3 separate regions of the Mus musculus genome follow, and all the other regions are linked to region 2. The links are chromatin contacts, called in public promoter capture Hi-C maps. All regions are on one chromosome and are shown on one strand. Each heading gives the region's core, a stretch centred on a gene start, on an enhancer-like site or on the middle of the called end of the contact. The rest is flanking DNA. Distances are from core to core; before and after follow the strand shown.

Evidence for each region. Promoter capture Hi-C pulls out the DNA fragments that hold promoters and counts their contacts. Capture Hi-C pulls out chosen DNA fragments and counts their contacts.
Region 1: a contact with region 2 is called in a promoter capture Hi-C map of liver. The contact joins the promoter of 0610005C13Rik here to the promoter of Prr12 in region 2. A contact is called at or near these places in 3 of 39 promoter capture datasets (cranial neural crest, liver and pre-B cells), 1 of 484 Hi-C or Micro-C datasets (embryonic stem cells), 2 of 115 datasets of contacts at active chromatin or transcription factors (astrocytes and pancreatic cancer cells) and 3 of 9 other capture datasets (adipose tissue, liver and pancreatic islet).
Region 3: a promoter capture Hi-C map of liver shows a contact between it and region 2, with 4 times the contacts expected there. The contact joins the promoter of Dbp here to the promoter of Prr12 in region 2. A contact is called at or near these places in 10 of 39 promoter capture datasets (the HPC-7 cell line, cranial neural crest, embryonic stem cells and 5 more), 7 of 484 Hi-C or Micro-C datasets (CD4 T cells, CD8 T cells, embryonic stem cells and 2 more), 8 of 115 datasets of contacts at active chromatin or transcription factors (astrocytes, bone marrow-derived macrophages, embryonic forebrain and 4 more) and 3 of 9 other capture datasets (adipose tissue, liver and pancreatic islet).

Annotation. Positions count from the first base shown.
Region 1 is chr7:45,572,997-45,577,012 of GRCm38.p6, reverse strand. It overlaps 0610005C13Rik (RIKEN cDNA 0610005C13 gene), which reads left to right and starts at 1,837. Exons shown (of 5, transcript NR_038166.1): 1 at 1,837-1,886; 2 at 2,236-2,405; 3 at 2,491-2,600. Bcat2 (branched chain aminotransferase 2, mitochondrial) reads right to left here. Exons shown (of 11, transcript NM_009737.3): 2 at 1,508-1,582; 3 at 1,011-1,214.
Region 2 is chr7:45,051,440-45,055,858 of GRCm38.p6, reverse strand. It overlaps Prr12 (proline rich 12), which reads left to right and starts at 2,525. Exons shown (of 14, transcript NM_175022.3): 1 at 2,525-3,063. The coding sequence starts at 2,978. Prrg2 (proline-rich Gla (G-carboxyglutamic acid) polypeptide 2) reads left to right here. Exons shown (of 7, transcript NM_022999.1): 6 at 1,212-1,340; 7 at 1,662-2,255. The coding sequence ends at 1,680.
Region 3 is chr7:45,703,099-45,706,910 of GRCm38.p6, reverse strand. It overlaps Dbp (D site albumin promoter binding protein), which reads right to left and starts at 1,664. Exons shown (of 4, transcript NM_016974.3): 1 at 1,149-1,664; 2 at 1-305. The coding sequence starts at 1,287. Car11 (carbonic anhydrase 11) reads right to left here. Exons shown (of 9, transcript NM_009800.4): 6 at 3,777-3,812; 7 at 3,298-3,452; 8 at 3,033-3,198; 9 at 2,240-2,422. The coding sequence ends at 2,397.

The DNA.
Region 1 (4,016 bases), core at 588-3,087, 520 kb before region 2:
TCATGATTGTTCTTGTTGTATGTAGCTTACTGATGTTAGAGAAAGAGCCCTTTATTGGACTAAAGTGGGGAGATGGAGTGATGATTTTTGCACACTGTGTGAAGATGTGTCTCTGTCCTACCTCGCCTGCCTAAGGCACCTTCTGATTGGTTAAAATAAAACATGCTAAGGCAGAATAGTAAGATGGAACTTCCGGAAAAAGAGAGGACTCTGGGAAAGAGAAAGACGGGAGATTTGCCGTCCAAACTCAGAGGAAGCCAGACAGATGAAACTGAGGAGAGTAACTACCCAGCCACGTGGCAAACCAAACAGTAGAAACGGGTTAGGTTAAGAGCTAGTTGTGGAGTAAACCTAAGCTAAAACCAAAAGCACCGTAAATATAAGCCTCCGTGTCATTATTTGGGAGCTAGGGTAGGTGTGGAAGGGTTCATGGTTACAACTGTCAGAAGGAATGTCATGTCATGCTGCAGCAATGAAGACGACAAGACTCCCTAAGGATTGTCACAGGAAAATCATTGCTAGGCCCTAAGACTCCAGCTAAAGGTCTCACTCTGGAGTCCTGGCTAGACTCAAAACTGTGCAGTCCTCCTGCCTCAACCTCCTGAGTGTTGTAATTGCATCACCTCCCACGGGGCCTGAGAGAGCTCTGACTGTATCCAGGCTGGCCTGTTCCTGTTCAGACTTCTCATCTCCTCTGTGGCCCTGTTGTCATCCTAAGCCATCCTCTGCCACACTGAGACCCCACAGGTCTGCTGAACTAGCTCTCCTATCGGTGTAAGATGCCCCCTCTATGTTTCTAATCTTTGCTGGGAGAACCCCACTCTCTTTCAGAGCAGAGTCCCAACAAAGCAGGAACTGACTGTCACCTCCTCTGTGTCCCAGAACACAGGTGATCTCAGGAAGAGATGACAGAGGAAGAAATGTGCGAAGCACCCAGACGGCTGAACCCAGTCAGGAAAAAGCAGAGTGGACTCACGCAGCAGGGTGGGGACGGAAGCAGCTAGTCCTACCTGCAGAGAGTAGTGCAGACCAGAGCAGGCTGGGTGTAGCGTGAGGTTCTGGAAGGGCTGGATCCTTGGTGGGCCCCATCCAGCCTTGTTATTCCACTCCACCATCAGCATGTGGTCTGTGAAGGTCTTCCCAAACAGCAGTGCCTGGCTAGGGGCTGGCTTCTTCTGTGGTTCTTTGGTCATCTGAATCTGGAGGTCTGCAGCCTGAGAGAAAGAAATAAAACAAAACAACAAGAAACAAAACAAAACAAAACAAAACAAAACAAAAAAACAGCACCTCAGGGGCCTGACGTCGCCAACCTGAGAGACTACAGCTTCCATGGGGCCCAAAAAAAGAAGCAGGTACCCAAGAAATACAGTGTTAGCTCTTCACAGCACCCAGGAGCAGACAGCTAGACGACCTCTGAGAGATGCCTACATGCAGATAGATCCTGTCCTCCCTCAAACACGGGGGCACACACCGGGCTTTTCCCTTAGACCCAGGGTTCTCCTTTTACCTTGAATATGGAGGACACACATCTTTTGGACCCACATAGAAGCCAGGGAACAGGCAGAAGCTTTCGGGCCCAGACCTAGGGTGGAGAGAGAAATAAATGTGACCAGGGCAAGAGCCAGAAAGAGCAGAGGTCCTGGCACCTGTCTGGCTTGGGAGGCCCCTGAGGTTGGCTCTGTCACAGTCTCAGTGCATTCTAGACAGCCTGTGCTCTGCCCAAGTCCCCACCGGGATGCCTATCCCTAGAAAACTAAAGTCAGCTCCAGCCCCTCCACCATCCACCATGCAGGGCAAAGTCGACAGAGGCGTGCCTCCCTACTAGAGAACTTTGGCCGCAGCTTGTAGACAGCTTAGACGGGACAACGACCAGGGACAGCGAGCAGGTAAGGGAACACTCCTGGCTTGGGGTGAGGGGGCACAAAAACTGACAAGAGTTAGAAAAGAATAGGTCCTGTTTCTCCTAGAATTCATCAGCCCAGACCTCAGATCTCCTCCCTCAGACCCTGGGAACCGGGCTCCTTGACCCTCCTCCCTCAGACTCAGGAGTAATGGCCCATGAACTTCTCTATCAAACCCAGAGCTCCAGACCTCCTCCCTCCGACCCAGAGGTCCTCCCTAACCTTCCTCCCTCAGACCCAGAGGTCCTCCTTAACCTTCTTCCCTCAGAACCACAACTACAACACTCCAACACGCTTCCCTCAGACAGGAGCCCTAAGGCTTATTACTCTTTAGGAGTATCAGTCAGCTGGTTGCTGCCGCTGCTACAACCGACCCAGCCACAGCTGGAATACCCTCAACCTGGGCAGTGACTACTGTGCTCTACACAGTCAGCGGCTGAAGGGCAGTCTCGTGCCAGCCATTGAAAATGCTCAAGGCACACATCCCTGCTGACCTTCCCCAAGGTGAGCATGGAATTCAGGGCTGGTTGTGCACAGGGGGGGAGGGGGGACGTGTCCTGGTATTTTGGTGTCATGCTTTTCTCTGCAGACCATGGAGAGGCAGCTGAGTCCTTAGTTTGAGGAAGACAGGATAACAGCCTGTTCCCGCTGCTAGAGGCCAGTGAGATGGAGAGGCTTGCAGAGGTCACTGATCAATGGGTGAGTCTCAAATGTCGTATGGATAAGTCTGGGCCAGGACATGGGTTTGTTTCCTTCCTTCCTTCCTTCCTTCCTTCCTTCCTTCCTTCCTTCCTTCCTTTTTTGGAGGGGAGAGGGCTTAAGACAGGGTCTAAGTTGCCCACTGACCTCAAACACACTCTATAGCCCAGTGCGTGAAGTTAGGATCTTCCTGCCTCAGAGCCTGCACCAGAGAGAGTGACAGGCACGTGTGCCACCACACCTGGCTCAGATAAGATCTCTCTACGTGTGTTGACATGTGCACACACCACGTGACGGCATGTATGTGCATCTGTGCGTGTCTGTGGAGGTCAAACTCAGATGTCATTCCTCGGGTGACTTCCACCCGTTTTTTTTTTGTTTGTTTGTTTGTTTGTTCTGAGACAGGGTCTTACTATGTAGCCCTGGCTATACTGCAACTCACTGTGTAGACAAAGCCAACGGCCTTGATCTCAGAGAGCCTTCTGTCTCTGCCTCCCTAGTTAAATGTATGTGACCGTAGCTCCAGCCCATCCTGTCTTGAGGCAGGGACTCTGATCAGGTCCTGGAGCTTGCCAGGTTGGCTCAGCTCTCTACAGTCTCCAGCTCACCAAACAATGGTATTTAGGGCTGAGTCACAATGGGCAGGGGTGGTGCACACCTTTAATCCCAGTTCTCAAGAGGCAGAGGCAGATGAGTCTCTGAGTCTGAGGCCAGTCTGGTCTAGAGAGTGAGTCCCGGGACAGCCAGGGTGACACAGAGAAACCCTGTCTTAAAAAAAAAAAAGCAAAAAAAAAAAAGCAAAAAAGCAAAACAACAACAAGCAAACATGACAGAACCAGTCTAGTCACCAAGTGGGTTACAGGGATCAGACTCGGGCCTCCAGGTTTGCTGGCAAGCACTTCACCAACGATGTCCATAGCTCCCAGCCCTCAGATGAAATGCGGGTTTAATGGTGTGGCACCCAAGGGCTTCTGGGGTGATCTAAGAGTGATGACCCCTCATTGTCTCTGTGTGGTGACATGAAGCTTGCCTAACACTGCCACCTTGCATCAGACACAGTGTGGGGACGAGACAACTGCCCCGGGTAGAGCAGCCAGCACGAAGGCAGGAGAGCAGAGGAAACCAAGAATACATTTTTTTTTTTTACTTTTTAGTAGAGTTAGCCAAAAAAACTGAACAATGCAGAAAAGAGATACTGAGCTGCTGGAGAGAAAAGATGGAGCTGGGGTTGTACTCAGTTGCAGGATGCTTGCCTAGCATGCAGGACTCCCTGGGTTTATTTCTTCCCCAGCAGCACAGAAACCCTGCAATCCCAGCACTTGGGAGATAAAGGAAGAAGAATCAGGACTCCAAGGCCATCCTTGTCTATGTAGCAAGTTTAAGGCCAGTCTGACCTATAAGACCTTGTCATAAGAT
Region 2 (4,419 bases), core at 1,276-3,775:
AGTGAGGGTGTAGATGGGTAGTGGACTGCCCATGTAAAGACTACCCATGAAAGGATGGACCTAGAGTGCCCTGGGTCCTGAGTAGGGGAAGGCCCATTAAGATTGCTTAGTGGGGCCAGGGGCAGTGGTGGCATGTGCCTTTAATCCGAGCTCTTGGGAGGAAGAGGCAGGTGGATTTCTGAGTTCGAGGCTAGCCTGGTCTACAGAGTGAGTTCCAGGATAGCCAGGTCTACACAGAGAAACCCTGTCTCGAAAAACCAGATTAAAACAAAACAAACAGATTGCTCCCAAACTTGACAACCACATAGGGACCCACATAGTGAAAGGAGACACACTCACTTGTGTTGTCCTCTTTTATTTGTGTGTGGGGATATGTGCACACACAGAGAATATATAACTGCAATTTAAATATCAAAATACAATATTAAGAGAATGGGTTTGGAAGCTGGGCATGCAGCTCACACATGCAGTCCCAGTGCTTGGGAGGCTGGGCAGAAGGACTGTTCCAAGTTCTAAAGCCAGCCCAGGAGACCTTGCGGGGGGGGGGGGGGGGGTAGAGACTGGGTTTGGGAAATTTTGGGACTAAATGTTTCTGTGTTGTGTTCGTGTCTGTGTGGACCTCCTGAGCTTGGTCTTGTCTGTTCTTGTTGTCTGTCCTGATGTTTCTCTGTTACCCTGGGGCACCTGTTTCTGTGGATGAGAGTACACATCCAGGTTCATGTCCATGTCCATCAGGGTGTCCTTTGAGGCACTTTTCTGGGCCATCTCTCTTACACCTCTGAAGGTCTTGTAGGTTTCTTTCTTTTTTTGTGTGTTTTTGTTTTGTTTTTTTATGAGACAGGGTTTCTCTGTGTAGCCCTGGCTGTCCTGGAACTCACTCTGTAGACCAGGCTGGCCTCGAACTCAGAAATCCCCATGCCTCTGCCTCCCAAATGCTGGGATTAAAGGCGTGTGTGCCAACACCTCCCGACTGTAGGTTTCTTTTTATTCGTTTCTTTTAAAGTTTTCTTTTATGTGCCTGGTGCCGTCAAAGATCAGAAGAGGGTGTCGGCTCCTCCAGGACTGGAGTTACAGATGGTTGTGAGCAGCCATGTGGGTGCTGGAATTGGAACCTGGGTCCTCAGCAAGTTCAGCAAGTGTTTTAACCGCTGACCCCCTTGTCTCCAACTATAATGTAGGTTTTATACTAACCACACTTTTTCTGTTTCCAGGACCGGGCTCATCATCCCCTTGAGTCCTCAGACGCCTCAATCTCCACCCTTGCCCCCAGGCCTTCCCACCTATGAGCAGGCTTTAGCAGCCTCCGGGGTGCACGACGCACCTCCGCCCCCTTACTCCAGGTATGAGGCGGGGCTTCTGCCTGGGTGGTGCCAGAGGGAGGGGGGGGGAGAGGCAACGCGTGGGAGGGGCGTGTCCCCAAGGGCAGGGCTTGGTGCTTAGGAAAACCTACATAGGGCGGAGCTTGCAGGGGAGGGCGGACCCTACGCAATTGTCTATAGGGGCGTGGATCAGCCTTGCAAGAGTGCAGCTTTTGAGGAAGGTGGGGCTTGTGCCTACAGGATTGAGGATTGGCTGAGGCACCAAGGGCGGGTCGGTGTAGGCTCGGTGGAGGGGGCGGCTGGGATGTTTGACTCTGCACTCCCAACCCCCATCCCCGATAGCCTCAGAAGGCCTCACTGAAGACCTGCTTGCAGCGCGGGCTCCCTGAACTGTGCCCCTGATTCATAGCGGATTCCGGAAGTCGCCAGCTTCTTCGACGACTGGGCTTCAGTGTGTCCGTGGGGGAGTCAGGGTCGTCGGACCCGAGGTCTACCATGACACACGTGTTTCCGCCGGGCACGCATACACGCACGTCCCTGACCATCCTGTTGCCGAGTTGGTGCCCCCGGCCCTCCAGTGACCCCCCCCCACACTTCGTCTGAGCAGTGGCCCTGCCTCAGAATGGGCAGACCTTTTAGGAAACTCGGATCAGACGTGACTCGGCTGTCACTCCACTGGTGCCGCGGGGCACGTACGCGCAGGGAACCAGGCCCTTGCACACGCCTGACTTCGTGTATTTCCCCAGTCGGGCACATGGGCGGTTTGTAATCCAGTATAAAGGTGGGGGGCGCATTTGCAATGTGCTGTAAGCGGGGTGTCACGCTTGTGTTGCACCCGGGTAAATGGAGTTGATCTGAGCTGCCCTCTGCTTAAAAACCCTTTGGGAAAGGAAGGGGGGATGGAAGAAATAAAAAATTGAAACAATGAGAAAAAAATAAAAATGCAAAAGAACTGAGCCCCCTTTCTGGGCGCATTTGCGCGCGGTGGAACTGAATCTCTGTGTACAGGCGCTGTGCCCTACACCCCCAGGCTCCGCTGGTGCGCTCGCGCTCACTCGCTTACCCCCCCCCCCCGCCTCCCAGGCTCCGCTAGTGCTCGCTCGCGCTCTCTCTCTCTCTTTTTTTTTTTTTTTTACATTTGCACGGGATTGTGGGAGGAAGCGGAGCGCAGCCAGACACCCCGCCGCCCGCCCCCCTTCCCCTCCCCCCTCCCCCTGCCGCCTTGTGCAAAGATGGCTGCACCGTGAGCGCAGAGGAGGAGGAGGTGGCGGCGGCGGAGGCGAAAGAGCGAGCACCCAGCGCCCGCACCCACTCCGGGGCCGTCCGGGACGCCCCCTCCGGAGCGCGCGTCCCCTTCTCTCTTGCAAGCGCCGGGGCAAAGGCGGAGACAGCGGGGTCCCTCCTCCCCCCTTTCCCTCCTCCAGGGGGAACCCCCCCTCCTTGGCTCAGCGGCTGCACCCCTCCTTTGCCCGCCCCTCCGTCCCTGCCCCCTCCCTCCCCCGCCCGGGGCCTTCCCGGGCCTTCGGTGGCCGCAAAGAAAAAAAAAGAGAAAGGGAGGAAAAAAAGCAGCGGAGGGAGCGGCGGCGGAGGAGAGCGCGCGCGCTCCCCCTCCTTTCCCCCTCCCTCCCCCTCCCCCCAATTTCCACCGCGGCCAATTCATGGACAGGAACTACCCCAGCGCCGGCTTCGGGGACCCGCTCGGCGCCGGGGCGGGATGGAGTTACGAGAGGTCAGCGAAAGCTAGGTAAGGAGCTGAGGGGGACCTAGAGAAATGGGCCAAGAGGTGGGGGGATTCCTGCCTGGCCTGGGCCTGGGGCCCGCTCGGCAACGCGTGCATCGCCAACTCCCCCTCCGATTTTTGCAAGGGAGCGGCCTTCTTTGGGTTTGTAACAACGCCGCCGCCCCAGTTTGCAAATTGCAAACTCCGCCAAAGCCAGCTCCTGCTTGCAAAAGAGAGAAACGAAGCAGGCAAGGCGCAAAAACAAATTCGAACCGGGAAGGCCTTGGGAAGATGGGAAGGGTTGGCGAAGCAAGGCCTGGACTTGCCCCCCATCTTTGGATTCCCGGCGTGCTGACCCCTCCCCCCGGGCGCCCCTGGCTCTGCAACTGCAAAGGTGGGAGGAAAAGAGAATCAGCTCGCAGACCTGGGGGGCTGCACCCCCTCCCAGGTCCTATTGTTCCGGGGCTGCAGGAGGCCGGGCCACTCGGTCCCTCCCCCCTCCAAGAAATTCCCCGCGCAGAGTGGGCAAGGGGCCCCGCCCCCTTCTTAAACTAGAATTCTGTGTGTTTGGGGGGGTCCTGAGATTAGGGACACGCCCCCTTCTGCTCCCCACCTTGCTCAAAGCTGTGAATCCTGGTTGATGGCGCGCTGTTTGCCCTCTGGTGCAAGGCCACGGATTTGGGCCCTTTCTGGAACAGAGTCGTGTCTCTTCCCCGTTTGTGTTTGTGTGTGTGAGCGTGGGCCCTGTGCACGCGTGGCTAGCCGCGTGTTCACCCGTGAACCTGCCTCTTGTAGTTTAATCTGTGTCCTCACTCTTCACCTGCCCTTCACCCTCCTCCCCCTCCACACTTAGCTTTCCCCAGCGTGTATAAATTTTTAGAGTGGGACTTCACACTCGGGACCTTTTCTTTTGCACGGGTGAATTGAACTCCTGTTTGTACACGCATCTGGCTTCACTTAGGCCGGTGCATTTGAACCTCAGCCCCTAGGGATGCAACGAATTCGTGTCAGGACTTGTACCTGGGACTTTCCCTGTGTCCTGTCCCCTCCCCACCTTCTCCCCTTGCCATTTGGGACACAAGCTACCTCCTGCTCCTGGCCTGGCTGGATTCCTTTCCTAATTCAGGGTCCGTGTCGTTTCAGCGGGTCTTGGGTTGTCCGTGCGTCCTTGCAGTGTTGGACCTTTCGTTCTGTTGTGGCATGGGAGGACTTCAAGGGAGGACCACACCTTTCACGTTGACTATTTGCTTCCCCTGACTTTCTCCGTCCCCAGTGTGTCCTCGCATGCCCGTGTTTGCAAACGTGGGACTCTTAAGTGCTCCAGAATGACATTTTTTAACCCCCTCCCCCGCCATGGGATGACTGGATTCCCTAGTGTTA
Region 3 (3,812 bases), core at 415-2,914, 650 kb before region 2:
GGGAGTGCGCGCTGGAGAGGGTGCCGGCGACAGGCCCCCGGGGGGCGGCGGGCTCGGCGGTAGCCCGTGCTCCAGCAAGAAGGCGTCCAGGTCCACGTATTCCACGTCCCCGAAAGGCAAAGTGCGTTCCCACAGCAGCGGCGCAAAAAGACTCGGGCCAGCCACAGGCCCTGAGCGCCCCCGAGGGGACCCACCGCCACTAACGGCCCCACTCGGGGCATCGGCTGGGCCCGCCGTTTCCAGGCCGGGTCCCGGGACGGGGGCTGAGGGCAGAGTTGCCTTGCGCTCCTTTTCCTTCAGGAGACCTGTAGGCCAGGGAGAGACCGGATGGGGTGGAGGGACACAGGAGGGACCCCAAGTTAGAGATATGGCGGAGATACAGAGAAGTGAGGAGACGGGAGCCGTAGGGCAAAGACCCAGGGAGGTGGGTACAGGCAGGGAGAGAACCCAGAAAAAGAAGAGAGGGATAAAGACGGGGCTTGGGGAGACCCAGAGAGAAAAGAGAACAAGGCCCCAGCAATAGAGGGTCAGGGAGACGGGGACCCGGAGAGGGGGAAAAGGCAAAAGTATACAGAAGGATAGGGTTAGGGGCCCGGGAGGGGATTAAGAAACACAAGCACAAGCGACCCAGAGAACGAGGATGGAAGTTTAGAAAGAAGGGTTTAGTGACAGGGTGGGTGAAAGGTTGGGCAGGTGAGAAAGAAAAAGTGACAGCTCAGTAATTCTCCCACCCCCAGCACCCTCATCCCCTCCCCCACAGTCTGTTGGGGCTGGAAGGGGCTCCACTGCTCAGGCACATTCCTCATCCCTAGTTTCCATGTGACCCTGCGAGGCCCCGCCCAAGCCCGTGTCTGCACCGTGTGAGCATCCGACACACCCCCTCCCTTCCCCTAGGACTCCAGGGGTCCAGACTCTGAGGCCAAAGGAAAGAAAGAGGGGTCTGGCACCTAAACTCTGTCCTCAAGTAGGAACACTCCAGGGACTTGACCCTTAGGCCCTCCAGGCGTCAGATTTGGTCCTGGAGGCTGATGGACTGGAAGACCTAAGTGACCTAATGAAGACTAGCAAAGATGGGACACCTAGCTGATAGGTGCCGTGGACCACCACCCCAACAGTTGAGTCCCTAACACAGTGGGACTAGAACTCACAGCTGGCCGGTTCTTTGGGCTTGCTGTTTCCCTGCAGAAGGCTCCTCAGCCCAAGCAGCGCTCCCCCGCCAGGGGGGGCCCCAGCCGGGCCACCCAGCAGCAGGGGGCCCGGGGTCCTGTCGCTCAGAGGCCGCGCCATTGCCGTGGACCTGCTCCCAGGTTCATGAGCTCATGGAGAGTCGAAGAGATGAGATGATATGTCAGTCACCCGCACACTCCAGTGGTTCGGGCGAATGTGTCCCAGAGTCGGGAGAGCGCGGCGTGCAAGCCTCCAGGATCAGGACGCTTCAAATCCTAAGAGCGCTGCGGGGGTTCAACCAGTCAGTTCTGCAGAAAGGTGCAACTCAAAGACTGTCCCGGGAGGCTCCTATAGTCTGGGCGAGTGGGTGACCAAATCAAGCAGCTGTCTCTTTGCAACTGTGGGTCCCCAAGGGACACAGGCGCGCGCTCCTTCTGTACCAAGTGGGCGAGTCTCTGGCTCTAGCCAATTTTGCACTTCTCGCAAAGAAAGGAGCTTTGCAATCTGCACCCAGAGGTGTGCACCCAGGGGCGGAGGAGGGGGCAGGAGGAGGTGGCAGCCTTGAGGCGTGGCCAAAGCAAACTTCTTTCGCGGAAAAAAAAAAATCTAAACCAAAACACCGGACGCCAGAGCGCGCGCCCCTCCTCCGGGCCCCCTCCCTCCACTTGGGCCATGCACCCCAGCCGCGTGCCTTCCTCCGGCTTCTGGCAAGAACCAATCACGTCTCGAGCCCTTGAGACGCTCAGCCAATGAGATGAAGGGATATGCCAAGACCCTGGAGGCGCGTGAGGGGCTGAACTTGTGTAGTTGCCTCGCCTTTTGGAAGAAGGCGGGACACTGACCTATATTTGGCCAATGGGAGGAGGCGCTGGAGGCGGGACCGTGACCCACTTCGGGCCAATGAGGCAGGAAGAAGGGGGAAGCACATGGCTTTGCGCGTGCTATCGGATGCGGGTGTGGGGCAAGAGGGGTACCTCTTAAAGGAGCCGAGTGTTCACAGACTCATTGAGGAAAAAAAGCAGAACATCAATTAGAGCAGATTAAGGCAGAAAGAAGTGGGCTTCGGGAAGGATTTTTTTTTTTTAATATCTAGATGTTCCTCAATCGCGACTGATAAACCACCGAGAAACCGGAAACATTCAGTCCTTTTAATAGCTTTGTTTTGGGGTGAATCCCCTCCCCTGGTGAGGAAACTCAGAACAGGCGGGCGTAATCCTCGTTGGGGAGTCTCAGCGACCGTGAGGACCACCGTCCACTGCAAAGGGAAGCACCGGCTTGAGGGGTGTGGGAGCTGAGCACATAGGACTCTACTAGTCAGGCTGCTAAGGGGGAATGGAATATACCAAGTTGGGGGAATGATCAGCTCCTGGACCAGACCATGTAGGGAGGGAAGAAGGCCACATGGGACGTGCAGAATAGGCTGGTTTGCATAAAGGTACATGGAGAGGATATGGTCTTCTGGGCTGTACCATGTTGAGAAACCAGACAAGAAACTAACCGATTTCCCGGGGCCGAGCCACAGTGGCAGTAAGAAAGACAGAGGGATTGTACCACGCTGATTCTCAGAAAGGGAATAGCAGAAAGACTACAGCTCTAAGTAGGGTCATACCATTTGTAAACAGGTGACCTGGACCGTACCATCTTGGCAAGTAACAGTAGGCAGAGGGCATGGACCAGTATGTAATTGTACCACAAGGAAAACAGGGTGTCAGGCCTTAGACTAAGCTGCAAAGAGGGGTGGGCTGCAGCAGGCTGTTCCATATGGAGAGGTGAGAAAGGACAAGGGATGTATCACACTGAGACAACCACTGGGAATAAGTGCAGACTATCAGGACGTGGAGAAGGAGGGGACACACTAAGCATACCATGCAGGCGGTAGTTGGGGCCTCGGCAGCGCCTCTCGGGATGCCGGGGGTCCCTGTTGCCCCTCAAGGCTCTGTGGGCCAGGGGCTGCAAGGGCCGGCCATTACCACTGAGGCTCTGGAAGATCTGGGAGGGGGGATTCTGGCTCAGGAGTCTCAGGGAGTGCATCTGCCTCAAGAGAAACCACGGGTGAGTGGACCGGGGTGGTGCTCAGGACAGGAGTAGCATGCACACACGGGGGTGGGGGGGGGTGGGGGTGTCAGTCACCTGGAGGGAGGTAATATTGAGAGCCCTGTCGATGAGGATCCAGGTGACAGTCTCAGAGCACGGAGGAGTGCTGAGAGATCCCTGATAGGTGATGAAGCCGAAGGATTCTGGGAACAGGAGCTCCAGGCTCAGGTCTTGAAGAAAGTAGGCATCATCTGCGCAGACATCAAGTCAGCGTAAAAGGGGGTCCCAGATAATGCACAGGGACTTAGTTATGTCTGTTGTCGTATGGAGACTGAATGTAAGGCTTCGGACATGCTAGGCAGGTACCACTGCACCAGGCCCCCAGCCCCTCACCGGGAGATTCTGACCAGGCGCTCGTGACCAAGCTGCATCATCTCCAACCACTCTTCCCTTTCTGTTGTCACCCTGGCTCTTGCTAAGTAGCCCAGGCTGACCTTGAACTTACTCTGTAGCCCACCCTCCTTCCTCAGCCTTCCTAGGAACTGGGGACGCCACCCCTAGCTTGGGGGACTTACTTTTGTAGGAGATTCGGGTGATAGTGTCCCGGTTGA